3 separate regions of the Mus musculus genome follow, and all the other regions are linked to region 2. Evidence: chromatin contacts called from public Hi-C data. All regions are on one chromosome and are shown on one strand. The core of a region is the stretch at or near the end of the contact, and the rest is flanking DNA. Distances in the headings are between cores, read along the strand shown.

Region 1 (4,885 bases), core at 2,091-4,590, 280 kb after region 2:
TTTATAATAGCCAGAAGCTGGAAAGAATCCTTGACTTTTTCAAGGCAAACTGCATCTATAATCCCTAATTGTCACGTTCAGTAGTAATTTTGAAGAAATGAGTTTTAAAAAGCATAATTAGGAAAGAAGTAGGCTAATGGACAAGAAGAACTGAATGGTGTTAAAGAAAATGAAAATGTCCTCCTCCTACGGATCAGGAAACATCTTAGAAGAGGGAGAGGACAGAATTTAAGACGTGGACAATGGGAAAGAATGGCCTGGGATGCTACCATTCAGATACAGCATGGCCATTGCCATCACGAATACACAGCAGCTATGGATAGCTGCACAAGACCAGGCCCTTCACCCTTCCATCACAGAGAAAGGAGGTGTCCATGAGACCTCACCCCTCCTTGAGGCCCTGTTGACTGCTGATGGTTGCTGAAGGAGGGAACAATCAGAGGGAGCCTAACTGGGAGGAAACAGGGTTCATAAGAAAAGAAGGGGGTGATAAAACAAGGCAATGGGGGCTAATATAACTATTGCATATTGCATATGTGTATAAGACTGTCAAAGAAAAGTCAAGGTTAAAAGCATCCTATGTCTACGGAGGTGTTAGTATGTACATGTGAATGCAGTGCCTGAAAAGTCCAGAAGAGGCTTTCAGATTCCCTGGGACTGGGGTTAACAGACAGATGCGAGACACCCTTATGTGGGTGCTAGGAACCAAACTTGGGTCCTGCAAAAGAGAAGCCAGTGCTCTCAACCACTGAGCCATCCCTCCAGCCAAGAGAAGTAATTTTTTGTTAAAAATGGAAGTAACAAGGACATCCAAGTCACAAGACATTAATTGAGCACCTGCTATGAGTGAAGTGCTTTGCAAGGTATTTTCTGATCTTTGCTATTTGGGTTTTTCCCCCCGGTGTAACTTGTAATAAGGTGGATTTTAATACACTGTTCTCTCTATGATCGTGAGTATAATACTGTAGGATAGAGCACAGAGTCATTGGGTCTGCCTTTGAGAACTTACAAAAACTCATCTAGGAAGTAACATCTGAGCAGGTATTTGAAGGATGATGCAGAGCTCCCTGGGCAGTTAAGAAGAGTGATGCTCTAGGAAGATAATGTTGCTGTCGACAAGCACGGGCCCTGTGAGGAGTTCACTAGGAGTTGTTGAAGAGCTGACAGAGGTCAAGCTGTAGACCCGTACTGGGAAAGACCTTTACATCAAGAAAAGGAATTGCTTTTATCCTGAACTGAGAAAGAACAGACTGTTAAATCGGGGTTTGGGGAAACTACTATGGTAGCGGTGTAGTGTGAGAAGTGAATCAGATGAGAGGCTTAAAAAGTCAGATGGACATGGAAAAAATCTTTTACTGATGTAGGATGATTGGCAAGTTAAACAATTCCATTCCTCAGTTTTGATATCTGTATGTCAGGAGTAAGAGCACTAGATCTGACTGGTGTCTTAAATGAGAAAAAATTTTATATAGCTGTTAACAATGCCTTACATTGTGCCATTGTTGGTAAAATATGTAAAATCCCACTGTTGCTGCTTAGACTTGAGTGTGATTGTTCTCTTTCAAGTTTATTCCAAATTTTTGATTATTTGGCACCCTGGGTGTGCTCTGAAATTTGATTGCTGTGTTGTATACCCTTATCGTGTTTGCTGTATTTGGGGATCCATAGCTGTGTCTCCTGGGGAATGGTCTCTTTGTCCTCCGTGTCTACTTCAGTGTCTTTGATGGGCTTTTATCTGGGCTGTGAATATGCCCTCTGGCTCTGTTTAGCCTCCTAGCTGTCACCTCAATCTTAATTGAATTTTAAAATTATTAGCTCATGAAGTACAGCCTGTATGCCTATACTAGCAAAATCTTATTTGGATTCATTATTGCCAAACAAGAAAATAAGATTAAACAATCTATCACCAATATAGTCCTCTAGTTCTTTGCATTCTCCTGAGGAGAAATGTTTCTGACACCAGAAAAGAGCTTGACCAAAGTTGCCTGCAAAACACTGGTCCATCCACTGATCTGATGGGACAGAAAGTAGCCAGAGCTTCAGGCCACATTCTTAAAACATCTGGTAATGTGCAATCGATGCAAAGTGTATAGAAAAGAGAATGATAATGGCTCACACCCCTGGGGATGCCCTCTATTCCACAGTAGGTCTACTAGGATGCCTACTGTACATCTCTGGGAATGTGCACCATCCCATGGTAGGTCCATCTCTAGGTAGGCATGGTCTACTATATTTCCTAAGCTTAGTGTGAGCTTGTGGGAAGCTGAAACAAGAGAATCAGAGTTCAAAGGTAGCCTGGGCTACATAGACTGCCTCAAAAACAAAAAGTCAAGCCAAACAAATAAACAACAAAACAAGCAAAAGAATAGGGTAAGGATATGAATTGGTACAAGAGCCCATGTGAGCTTGAGGACCTGGGTTCATGACCCAGCGCCATTCCATAGAAACAATTAAAAATGGGATAATTTAACACATCACAGAACTAACACACACACACGCACAGAGAGAGAGAGAGAGAGAGAGAGAGAGAGAGAGAGAGAGAGAGAGAGACTACATTAATTTTCTGTGTTCAGAGGGATGCTGGAACTGATGATCATCCCTGCACAGATGAGAGCTATTTTCTCTCTTTCTCTGCCTGTTGCCAGAAGCTTCCCAGAATTCAGGGTCCAGATGGGCTCTGCTCTTAGTCAGTCATGGCTCCTCTTGCAGCGTCCCCTAAGCAATTTCAGACTAACTCAGGGCCCTGGTTTTACTATTTTGACCTCTCATGAATATGCCAGATTGGTGACTTTGGTTTCTTTCCCTGGGCAGCATTTGAAGGAAGGATTTGGTTTCAATGAAATATGTTTCTTAAAAGCCAGAGGGGGCTAACATAAGACCTCAAATATTCAGCAGTTAATTATTAATTTATGTGGAATCAGATAATCATAAAATGTCACTTGCTGGTAGAATTTTTTGCTAAATGAGAACTTTTTGGAGGTTTTTAGGGGGTGAGGATAAAATAAGCTGTTAGAGCCAAAGCTCTTTTGCTAGAACTATGGAAGTCAATGTGATTTACATACTTTCTAAATGTCTCAAAAAAGCAAAAGCAAAAACAAATGAAGAAAACCATAAACAAATTACAAACCTCTTAGGGTGGGGTGTAGCTTAGTGGGAGAGATGGGAATTGCCTCCCAACGGTGGTAACTAACATGGTGAGCTTTTGTTTCCTGAAATGTTAACACACTATAAAACAGACACACAACTAAGACCACGCCCTGATGGCTCAGCACAGCCTCAGTGCTATCCTTTCCCTCCGTGCCCTTTCTCTCCTGTCCGTGCTGCCATCTGAACTGTGCCTGATTCATCCTTTGATGCTCTGTGCTGTGGTGTAAGAAGCTGAATAATTAGATCTGTTGATAAACAGCAAAGTGCGTATGAGCTTAACTCTCCAGCCAGGACCCCATGGCACACATCCAAGACATGAAGATCAATGCCAGGCGCGTAGCCAAGTGGGCTAAGGATGCTGGCGATTTGACCTTTTGGTCCATTACTGTAATTCTGTTTCTCTAGACTCAAACAAGACTAATGACCGTGCCTCAGTTAAAAGCCTTACATCAGCAGCTTAATTTTTTTCCTATGGTCAGAAAAAAAAAAAACGATTTAAGAGTTTGGAATTGATACACCATAGATTGAAGGCTTCAACGTTTTAGCTTCTTTACTCACTGGGACATGGTCCCCATCTATAGCTGTTCTTTTATCTTCTGGGCTCCCTTCTTGTGATGAATTCTCTTGTCCCCACAGCCTGCTTGCCATTTGTGTTCTGATATTCCACATCCTATCCATGACTAGTTAGTATGCAGGCTAGTGTGAACTCTTAGGAATAGCCTTAAACTACATAATTCAGCCTGCTATGTTCCTCTCTATTTGCCACTCGATACAACTCTCCAGATATTCCAGCATAAGGGGAAGTTAGAGTTCAGATAAACTTGAACTCTCACACAATCTACTTAAATTTAAAGTGTAGAAATAATAGTGCAATTTTTCCCATAAAAATGCCATGTGTGATATTTGGGACATACTGATACTAAAATAATAATAATAATTTATCATTTGATCATCTGGCATTAAAATTTATCTGGATGACTTTGCTACTGCCTGTGTTGGTAAAGGGAGAGTAGAGAGAGTTGTATGCTAATACCAGGTCTTCTAGGAGCCTGGTATTAGCATACAACTCATTGATCTCCTTGTCTCTCTTTATTGGAGTCACATCCAGTGCTGGCCAGAGCTTAGGAATCAGTGTATCAGAATTTGGTATGTGTGTCTTACCCCATCTCACCATGCTTTCTTATTCAAAATGTGAATTTTAAAACTACATCATCTAGCCCAGCGTTTCTAAGACATAATGGCATTTGCAAGGCCTGGGGATATTGTGAGTGTGTGGTTTGGGCATTGCAGATCTGGAATCAGCCTGCTGAGGCTGGAGGTGTAACCCTCACATTGAGTGGTACACACTGAACCCTGTTCTTTCGCTTTTAGGTTTCCCCACCAACATCCCTGGCAGTTGTGGTAAGGATTAAACAGTTGCCAGGGTGGGAGCTTGGGGAAATAGCAGCACAGAGTGGAAATGTTTGCCTTACTTACCAGCATACAGTAATGACCATGGGCAAATGGTGCTACAAACCATTTCAGGAGAGGTAGTTCTTTGTTTTTTTTTTGTTTTCTAACAGCCAATATCAACAGCTGAAGGATATACATTTTTTTGCACTAATAGACAGTAGCTATATATTTTATGCCTTTTCCTTCACAGTGTGGGGAATCTCACATCTCTAACCACATTCACAGGCACAAATCCTGGTGTGGGTTCCAAGTGTGCAGGGCTTAGTGTGACTTTATTTTGTGGAAA
Region 2 (4,792 bases), core at 1,472-3,971:
AAAAAAAGTGGTGTTCCTGCTCTCTCTTTAAAAAACAATACTGATGTGGTCTGTAAGCTAGTGTGGGAGCTAATAGGCTTCACTGCAGTGTTTCATACATACTTTGCTTTGGTTGGCCCCCTCCTCATTCTCTTCTCCCTTCTGCCCTTTCACCTCAGTAATTCCCTTTGACCTTCCATGTCACATGTATTCTGTCACCCTCAACCCCACTCCCTTAAACCATTTTCCTCTCTTTGTGGTCTATTTTCTATTTTCATGACATTTGACCACACCCACATATACACTAAATTAAAAGCTAGGATCCACATGTGTACGAGAACATGTGGTATTCATCTTTCTGAGTCCTGATTTTTTTCTTCCTCAATATATTCTCTGGACCCATTCACCTTCCTGAAGATCTCATTTTTACTCACACCTCAATAAAATTCATTCTGTCTATGTACCACGTTTTCATTATCTAGCCATCTGTTGATGGACATGTAGGTTGATTTTATTTTTGCTCCTGTAAGTAGTACAGTAATAAATATGGATGTGCAAAGACCCCTTGGGTAAGATATATAGTCTGTTGTGTATGTACCCAGGAGTGGAAGGGTTGGGTCTCACAGTATTTTTGTGGTTTTGAGAACTTCCACAATGGTTTCCATGAGCCTACGCCCGCTTATGCCCATTCTAGCATAGAGTAAATGTTCTTTTCCTCACACCATGGCCAGTCTTTGTTGTCTGATGACAGCTGTTCTGAATGGGGAGACAGAATTTCAAATTATTCTTTTAAAATAAAAAGATTTACTTACCTTTATGTCTGAGTAATCTGAGTACACTCCTGCGTGCCAGACGAGGGAATCTGATCACATAGATGCTTTCGAGCCATCATGTGGTTGCTAGGAATTGAACTCAGGCCCTCTGGAAGAGTAGCCAGTGTCCTTAACCATGGAGCCATCTCTCCAACCCCCCTCAAATGATTCTTAATTTGCATTTCTGTACAGTTTAAAGATGTTTAATGCATTTAAATATTTATTGCTCATATTTTTTTTCTCTTTTAAGACTTCTTTAATTTTTTTCCATTTATTGATGTGATGATATTTTGGGCATTCTGGTGTGTTTAACTTTGCAGTAATTTATATTCTATATATTAACTTCTTGTTTCAAGTATAGCTTGCAAAGATGTTTCTCCCATTCTGTAGCCTGCCTTTTCGCGTGGCTGATATTTCCTTTGGTGTGCTGAATATATTTGAATATTTTGTGTAATCCTATTTCTCAGTTCCTAGGGTTATCAAGTTTGCATTTTGAGCCTCTATTCTGGCAGATAGCAAGAGCTAAATGCTAGGTTAAGATCTCCTGTCTTCTTTTCTACAGGGTTCACACTGTGGGCCGCCGAGGCACTGGAATGGAGTGGGCCTCTGACATGGAATCACTTTGCTTCTCAATTTCTCCCTCTCCCCAGCTGCAGCTGAAACACCCTCCTGTGAGTCAGGGAGAGAGGCTAATAGGACAAGCAGCAAAGATGGAAGGAGCTGTCCTCCGTTGCCACTCATAGACTGCCTGGCCTCCAGCTGGTCCCTCCTACCAGTTCCACAACTCACCGTGTAGTCAAATAGTGTGTGAGATGTGTCGCATAGGAACGAGGACCCAGGAGGCAGTGCGAACAGAAATGAGGGTGCAAAACTAGTAGGAAGGGTAGGCAAGCATGAGCTGTTAGCCATGGCTGGGTTAACAGGCAAGCTTGCTAGCTACTCCTAGTCAGAGATGTCCTGGTTTTCAATAGAATTCTTCCTTTCACTATATATGTCAATGTATAGATCTGTCAACATTTTAAATATTTAAAATATGCTCTATAATATATTATCTTATATACATAAATATATAATGTATAATTTATATTTTGAGCCCTCCTGTATGACAATCATATATGACTTTATTTCATTATCTATCAATCACTTATTCATTCCATTCATAAAAAGAGCAGTTAAAAATCAAAATGTGGGCTGGAGAGATGGCTCAGTGGTTGAGAGCACTGGCTGCTCTTCCAGAGGTCCTGAGTTCAATTTCCAGCAACCACTTGGTGGCTCACGACCATCTGTAATGAGATCTGATGCCCTCTTCTGGTGCATCTGAAGACAGCTATAGTGTACTTATATATAATAAATAAATAAATCTTTAAAATAAAATCAAAATGCAAGTTGGGCATGGTAGTGCACGCCTTTAGTTCCAGGGCTTGGGAGGCAGAAGCAGGTGGATCTCTGTGAATTGGAGGTCAGCCTAGTCTATGTAGTGAGTTCCAGGATAGCCAAGGCCACACAGTGAGACCTTATCTCAAAACAAAATACACACACACACACACACACACACACACACACACATACACACACCCCAAAACCCAATACAAACAAAAACCAACCAACCAACCAAAAACACCCCAAACCCACCTCTACAAACAAAACAAAACAGAAAATCAAATGCAAATAAGGTGTTTCGGCATATACCAATGATGTCACCACAACATGTAGCTTGGGAGAATACAGGCAAATGTTTTCCTTGGCCCAAGTCCGCCTAAACAACTGTGCATGCTTTGATTTCTTCTGGAAGAAAAGTCTGCTGCCCATTCTGTCCGTTCCTTGGAGAAAGCAGAAGGCAGCCCGGCCAGGTCTCCTTAGCGTGGTCTTCACGGCAGCCTGGTTCGTGCAAGGCACACGTCGCCATTTATTTCCAAAGCTGCTGTTTGTGCTGTTATTTTTCTTTCCATCTGATTCACTCTGAGTCATAGGAAGACGTTCTCATTGTGATGGGGTGCACTGCAGAGACGGCTGACTCGCTTGTTCCACACCATTAAATTCTTGCTTGTGTCTTTCAATCAGAAATGGTTTGGCAAGTCACAGTGCAGGAAAAAAGGGGGCATGACAGTTCTGCCTGGGCGGATTCAAGCTAGGAAGAAAAGGAGTAATGAAAAGATTTCTGGTTTGTTTTCACAGGAAAAAAAATAGACAAATATGCTTGATAAGCGACTAAATCTCTCTGTCTGAAATGGTTCTTAAGCAACCAAGGGGTATTTCAAAAATCGCTCCTGATGAAGGATTTCATTATAGTACGCTGCATTCCCAGGCAGTCAGTGAGGGTTGGTGGGAATCACCATAGTGGAAAAAAAAAAAAGCATTGACAGATTTCACATATTCTTTGTTATCATCCTGCACCCAAATCCATTAGCTTATTATCCCCAGGCAAGGAACTGAAATCCTGTGTCAAACGGAAAGGAGGTGATTTTCCAGGATGCGGGAAGTTACTGTTCATTAAGAGCTTGTTGATGCTGCGCATAGCTTGAAAAATCTTAATTTGGACTAAAGTGGTCCCGGACTCAATGAGAATTCCTGCCAAGGAGCTAGGACAAGGGCAGTCTGCCCCTTAAGGGTATTAAAATCCAGGACAAGGCAAAAAGCGGTAGATTTTTCTCATCTCTCTCAAACCCAAGTGTGGTACATTTGGAACATGAGGACAATGGATTATAACCTCATATTTTGACATCCCTTTTGCCTTCAAACATTAACATTCAGTTGCTCTGCCATAGTAGTAATAATTCTACTCACAAGGGTGCAGGAATTGTGACACGGTAAGATGGTAGAGAAATGCAGTTTGTTCCATTAGTGGCCAACAATGGGAACTAAACGTGCTAGTGATTTAGAGTGCTTTGTATTAAGAAATGCACACACAAAAAATACATTTCTTTCATTGGGGTAATTTTACGTGAGTCAGTCTCTCTCTCTCTCTCTCTCTCTCTCTCTCTCTCTCTCTCACACACACACACACACACACACACTTGCCCAGCTTAACTGTACAGCTTGCAGTACGATCCATCCTCTCTGCTTCTGAATTCAGCTCACGCAGCCTGCTCGAAGGCTCCGAGGAGGGTCGAGCTGTTCTGAAATGGTCATCATGACCCATTACACTCTGCTCCTCATAGCCTCTGTTCCCAGTTCCATGTGATACTATGATTGTGAAAGAAAATATAAAATAGATGCTGCTCTTATACAGGGCAGTGTTATAGTTACACTTGTTTAAAACCTCCTTTGAAATGCCATTAAAAATCCAGGGCCAAGACAATATGGATGTATTAATACTACTTTCATATTTGAAAAAGTACCTTAGAAGAAAAGATGTTCATTAAGATACTTGGTTTGTGTGGGGAAGTAGACAACTCAAGTTGGTAATTTAATGCCTACAGGTATACTGAAAAATATCTATGTCCTCAGAGCAAAATCATTTTGCTTAAGGATACAGTTGACGTTTATTTAAAAGTTTGATGAGGTGGTTTACATATGTAATTTTGGCATTCAGGAGGTAGAGGCAGGAGAGTCATTGTAACTTTCAGGCAATCTTGGGCTGCCCAGTGAGATCCTGTTTGAAAAATATTCACCATAAAATTGTTTTAAATCTAAATTTTGTCATGTATGTGGCATATATTTGTGCATGCATGCCAGTGCACATGTGTATGGGTGTGCTTGTATAAGGAAGCCATATGTTAGTGTCAAATGCCTTCCTCAATTGTTTTCCACTTACCTTATTTATTAAAACAGAATGTTACTGAATCTGGAGCTGACTGGTGTGGCTAGACTGGATAGCTGGCAAAGCCTAGGGATTCTCTTGTCTGCCTCGTAGCCCTGGGAGTACAGCACTGGCAGTATTGCCAGGCCTGGCTCTTCCACAGTACTGGGTACTGAACACAGGTCCTAATGTCTATACAATAAGTACTTTACCAACCAAGCCATCGCCATGGTCCCTCAAACATTTGAATTCTTAATTAGAA
Region 3 (4,498 bases), core at 920-3,419, 310 kb after region 2:
TAGGGATGTGTTATGAGTGGCTTATGGGAGACTGGTTTTGCTTAGGTTGGAATTCTGTTTGCACAGCAAAAACATTTGAATCCACATGCTTCTTTTGAAGATTTAAGTAAGAAAGCACTGTACCTACTACAACTGTTCCCATTACTTAAGGACTGCTCTTAAATCCAGGATTAAGCTGTCTCAAATAACGGTGGTTTTATTGGTCTAGGTGACCTATGTGTGTTAAACTAGAGGGAGAGCCTACTTTGGAAGGTAGAGTAAGTCTGTCTGAAAGTTCCTATTGGGGCAGAGTTAACTGAAGATGTCCTACTATCCACATGCAGGGCATAGGAGAATCAATGATGTAGCTGCCTTCTTGAAAGAGATCGATTCACACACCACTCCTCTGGATCCATGTGTGGGAAAACCCATGGCCTGATTATAAGACTATGAGAAACTCTGCTTTAACAAGGAAACTTTTGTAGAAATATAACTCTTTAGCCTCCCAATCAACAACTTAAAGACACTCTTTTCACAATGTTAATAGGCACTGCAGTTACTTTTTAATGAAGTAAGGCATGCAGAGTGGTTTCCGAGTTTGAAAAGTTACCACCAACTCTTGCTCACAGACTACACAGCAGCAGGACACAGTTTTGTGGACCAAAGCCAGGGTAGACCAACATATTCCTCTCTGACATATGAACATTCACCTACAACAAATGTTTTTCAGAATATTGTCAGGCTATGCTGAGCAGACTCCATGGACACAGGAGTCTGCATGTACAGGACAACTGCTCCACATGTGAACTGCCTGAGGGAAGATAGCCATCATACTTTAAAACAAACAAACAAACAAACAAACAAACAAACAAAAAACCCAGTAGAACCAGCTATAATTACAATGGCTGACTCAATAGACTGATGACTTGACTCTGTAAGCAGATCCAAAAGTCAGATAGAGAGCTATTAAATTCTTACCTGATCTATATACACGGAGAGGTTCCATACCGAATGAACCAAACTTTCACTCACATCTTTAAAAATGATCATGGCCCCTTAGTCAAGTACCAGGCTGGTGCCACTTTATATACCCAAAATCCTCTCGAAAGGCAGAAGCCAGGTCCCTCTGAAGAAGGTTGCTACTATGTCACTGAAGATTAATTGTGAATATTTTTCACAATCTTCCCCAAAGGGGATGACTTATGCGTCAAGAAAATAAATAGATAGATAGATAGATAGATAGATAGATAGATAGATAGATAGATAGATAACAGTAGGCTTCCCCGAGTTGACTGGATAATGACTGGATTCTAGTTGAACAAAGTGACATCAGAGTCTACCAGCGATGTTTTGTTAGTTCAGGTAATTTGTTAGTTCAGAACTCCATCCTGTGCTTGCTTGATTCTAAGGTTGCAGAATTTTCTATTGGGAGAGATGCACCTGGCAGTCGCAGAGTAACATTTGGCAGAGCATCTGCCCGCCAGATCCATTTATTTTAAACTTTAAAACATAAAGAGAAGTCCTGGTCACCAAGCTCACACTCTGCATGTTGCAGATTTAGAGCCAGGAATGATTATCATCAGTCCCACTAACTTGCAACATCTTAATTAAATCACCTGGACATTCCAAATCCAAGGCTTGATTGTCTTCCTCCTGAATTCTGTTTGTGAATGCAAACGGGATTGAAGGGGGTTTCCATGTAGGCTGAGATATGCCTGCACTTATGGCTTCACTGTCTCTAAATAGACACATATGCTCCTGTGTGTTCTCGTCCCCTCCAACCCCTTAGATAGAGTCATTCTATGAGGCGCAGAATGAATGACCTCAAGCACATGACCCTCTTGCCTGCCTCGGCATCTTGAGAGCTGGCATCATAGATGTGACTACCAGGCTTAGCATCTCCAGAGCTGGTATCATGGGTGTGCACTGCCAGGCTTAGCATCTCAAGACCTGGAATCATAGGTGTGCACTGCCAGGCTCAGATTTTTGCTTTTTTTTTTCTTTTCACCAAGCTGGGTCTTGAGTTGTATCTTCTTATGAAATAACGATATCCAGCTGACATACATGATCTCTGTGGTTTTTAAATGTTTATTCTGTCCAAATAAAGATTTTCCTGCTGGGCACATTGGTGTTTGTTGGGGTAAGGAGTGAGACCTCGCGCATTGTCCATCTGTCTTTTATTTTCTCAGATGAATCTCACACCAAGGCAACACATGTCCCTCTTATCTGTTGTTACCGACGATTAGAAAGCTGGGAAATGGAGTTGGCACCATTGATTCATTTTCATTTGCCCTGGAATTAAATTATTTGTTTCCAGTCACTGTTAATTAAGGGGATAATAATGTGTTGGACGCCAGGCAATGTCAGAACTAAGAGCTGCTCACTGAGGGACGGTTGAGCATGATGATCAGGAGGAAAATAGAATAGCAACAGAGATGAGAGTGAAATGTCTTTGTTCCTGTGTGTTGGAAACAAAAGAAAGGTCATGTCTCCCAATGTGGGTGGAGCCGAGTCATGTGTACTTTAAAGCTGTAAGCAGAATGCATTAGCTGACTTAGCTGATGGTGCCAGCAAGAACACAGTGGCTGTGCAGAATTCCTTGCCACCAACTATGATTCTTCCATGAGCTTTATTTTCACAACTGTTTTACAAAAATGTTTTCCCTTAATTAAAGAAAATCAAGGCAGTAGAAAGGCTGTTGTTTCCAAATGGTCCCCAGTCCCTGGCATTGCTGATTTTTAGTCTGACTTAGAACTATACAATCTTCTGCTTAATAGTGTTTTCTCCTAAGAAATAATTTGCTGATCATATCAAAAAAAGTAAAAATTGTGTGTTTTTTTATTATTTTGAGACTTTTAAAATATATTTTATCAAATATCTGAATTGTGGTTGCTTTGGGGGAGGTGATGGGCTCCGCAGTTTATGTGAATTGACTCACCTAAACCTCATTGGTTCCCATGAGGAAATACTATCATGCAGGTATGATTATCTATATATTATAGATGATGAGGGTAAGGCATATTAAAGTGTGGTAGCTACCCAAGGGCACACAGTGAGTGATCTAGCCAGCTTTCAAACCCACGCTGTCAGGCTCAAAAGCTGATGGTCATACCCACCAGGCTTGCTGTATCTAAAATTCTACCAGAAATGATTCTTGACTGTGTACACCAAACCCTAAACATGATGGCTGCTGCTCCTTAAAGATTGATTAATTGATTGATTGATTGATTGATGTACATGAGTGCTCTGTCTTCATGCACTGTTCTTTGCATATGCCCCTAACGCTCCTCTGAATAAAAACTGCTAGAGCCTGGTCCTGGTGGTTTCTGAGTCTTGCTTATCATCTGCCCAGAACATGTAACTTTACAGTGAGTCTCCCACCTCCTCCTTACTTATTTTTCACATAATTTCTCAGTTCCTAACATAAATGAAAGGTGGAGATAAAAGGATTGTTTGATAATTACACTGTGGAGAAGCTAGAATCAAAGTAGTTAAAATATTCTTTATACTCATGTGTTTGTGCGTTGTATACATTGGGTGCCCATGTGGAGGCCACAGCTTGAAGTCTGGATGTCTTCCTCTATTGCTTTTCTGCCTTATTTTTGGGGGCAGAATCTCTCACTGAACCCTGAACTTACAGTTTCAGCTAAACTGTCTGGCCAGTTCATTGCCCAGAATTCACCTGTCTCTGCCTCTCAGTGGTGGGATTATAGACATATGTTACCAAGCCTGGCTTATTATATGGGTGCTGGGGATGCAAACTCGGGGTTTCATGACTTCACTTTACCCACTGTACCACCACCTCAGCCCCTAGAATAAAATTATTTTCTGTCACATGTTTACTGAAGAATTAAAAGTGGAACAAAATTACTCAGTAGAATTCTGCAATAATTTGAAAGAGAATGTCCCCCATAAGTCTCATATATTTGAATGCTTGGTCCCTAGTTGGTGGAACTGTTTGGGGAGGATTAGGAGGTGGGCCTTGTGTGTCACTAAGGCCTTGCTGTTTTGGAGAATTTAGTCAGTGATTGATTGACTCTGTTACTTTGGGGCCTGTGGCAAAGCAGTACATAAAAAAGAAGGTAGCCTGTGGTAGAGTAAACTGCTCACCTCATGCAAGCTGGGAAGTAAAAAAGAGAGATCTTGGAGGAGAACCTAGAACTACTTTACTAAGAAGCACAGTCCCTAACTAATAAATATTTGTCTTTATGCCCACAGAGAAGTATAGTCCTCCCACTCATCAAGGAAGTTTTCCTTTTGACATATGAAGACTGCTACAGAAAGCCATAACCAATCAAAATACAGAGTTGTGGAGCCCAGTCCTAACTGACACATCTAAGGCCCCCACACCAGGAACAGGGAACATTACAGAGAGGGGACAGGGGATTGTAAGAGCCAGAGGATCAGGGCGTTTGCCATGAGGTTATCTCCTGGTAATGTCAGAAGCTGCATCCATAAAGTCTCACCAACATGGCTGCCTAAACACAAGCTGAGCAAGGGCAACAATGGGCATCCCAGA

What was found. A called contact is a pair of places that touch in the nucleus more often than the background predicts.
Region 1: a Hi-C map of the N1E-115 cell line shows a contact between it and region 2, with 2.3 times the contacts expected there. The contact joins two enhancer-like sites. A contact is called at or near these places in 5 of 39 promoter capture datasets (the 3T3-L1 cell line, the HPC-7 cell line, cranial neural crest and 2 more), 1 of 484 Hi-C or Micro-C datasets (the N1E-115 cell line) and 1 of 9 other capture datasets (liver).
Region 3: a contact with region 2 is called in a Hi-C map of the N1E-115 cell line, with 2.7 times the contacts expected there. The contact joins two enhancer-like sites. A contact is called at or near these places in 4 of 39 promoter capture datasets (cranial neural crest, frontonasal cranial neural crest, maxillary cranial neural crest and 1 more), 2 of 484 Hi-C or Micro-C datasets (the N1E-115 cell line and bone marrow-derived macrophages), 1 of 115 datasets of contacts at active chromatin or transcription factors (embryonic stem cells) and 1 of 9 other capture datasets (embryonic stem cells).

Annotation. Positions count from the first base shown.
Region 1 is chr13:96,072,261-96,077,145 of GRCm38.p6, reverse strand. All of the region lies in intron 2 of Sv2c (synaptic vesicle glycoprotein 2c), which reads left to right. Among named protein-coding and RNA genes, the nearest start is that of Sv2c, 58 kb to the left of the region's middle. Within about 2 kb of position 3,340, at least 12 of the 459 cell types and tissues checked have an H3K27ac peak or open chromatin away from gene starts, as enhancers often do. A contact at or near this core is called in the N1E-115 cell line, where this site is marked.
Region 2 is chr13:96,349,475-96,354,266 of GRCm38.p6, reverse strand. No RefSeq gene overlaps it. Among named protein-coding and RNA genes, the nearest start is that of Poc5, 36 kb to the left of the region's middle. Within about 2 kb of position 2,721, at least 23 of the 459 cell types and tissues checked have an H3K27ac peak or open chromatin away from gene starts, as enhancers often do. A contact at or near this core is called in the N1E-115 cell line, where this site is marked.
Region 3 is chr13:96,043,487-96,047,984 of GRCm38.p6, reverse strand. The region is part of intron 3 of Sv2c (synaptic vesicle glycoprotein 2c); the gene reads left to right. Among named protein-coding and RNA genes, the nearest start is that of Sv2c, 87 kb to the left of the region's middle. Within about 2 kb of position 2,169, at least 4 of the 459 cell types and tissues checked have an H3K27ac peak or open chromatin away from gene starts, as enhancers often do. A contact at or near this core is called in the N1E-115 cell line, where this site is marked.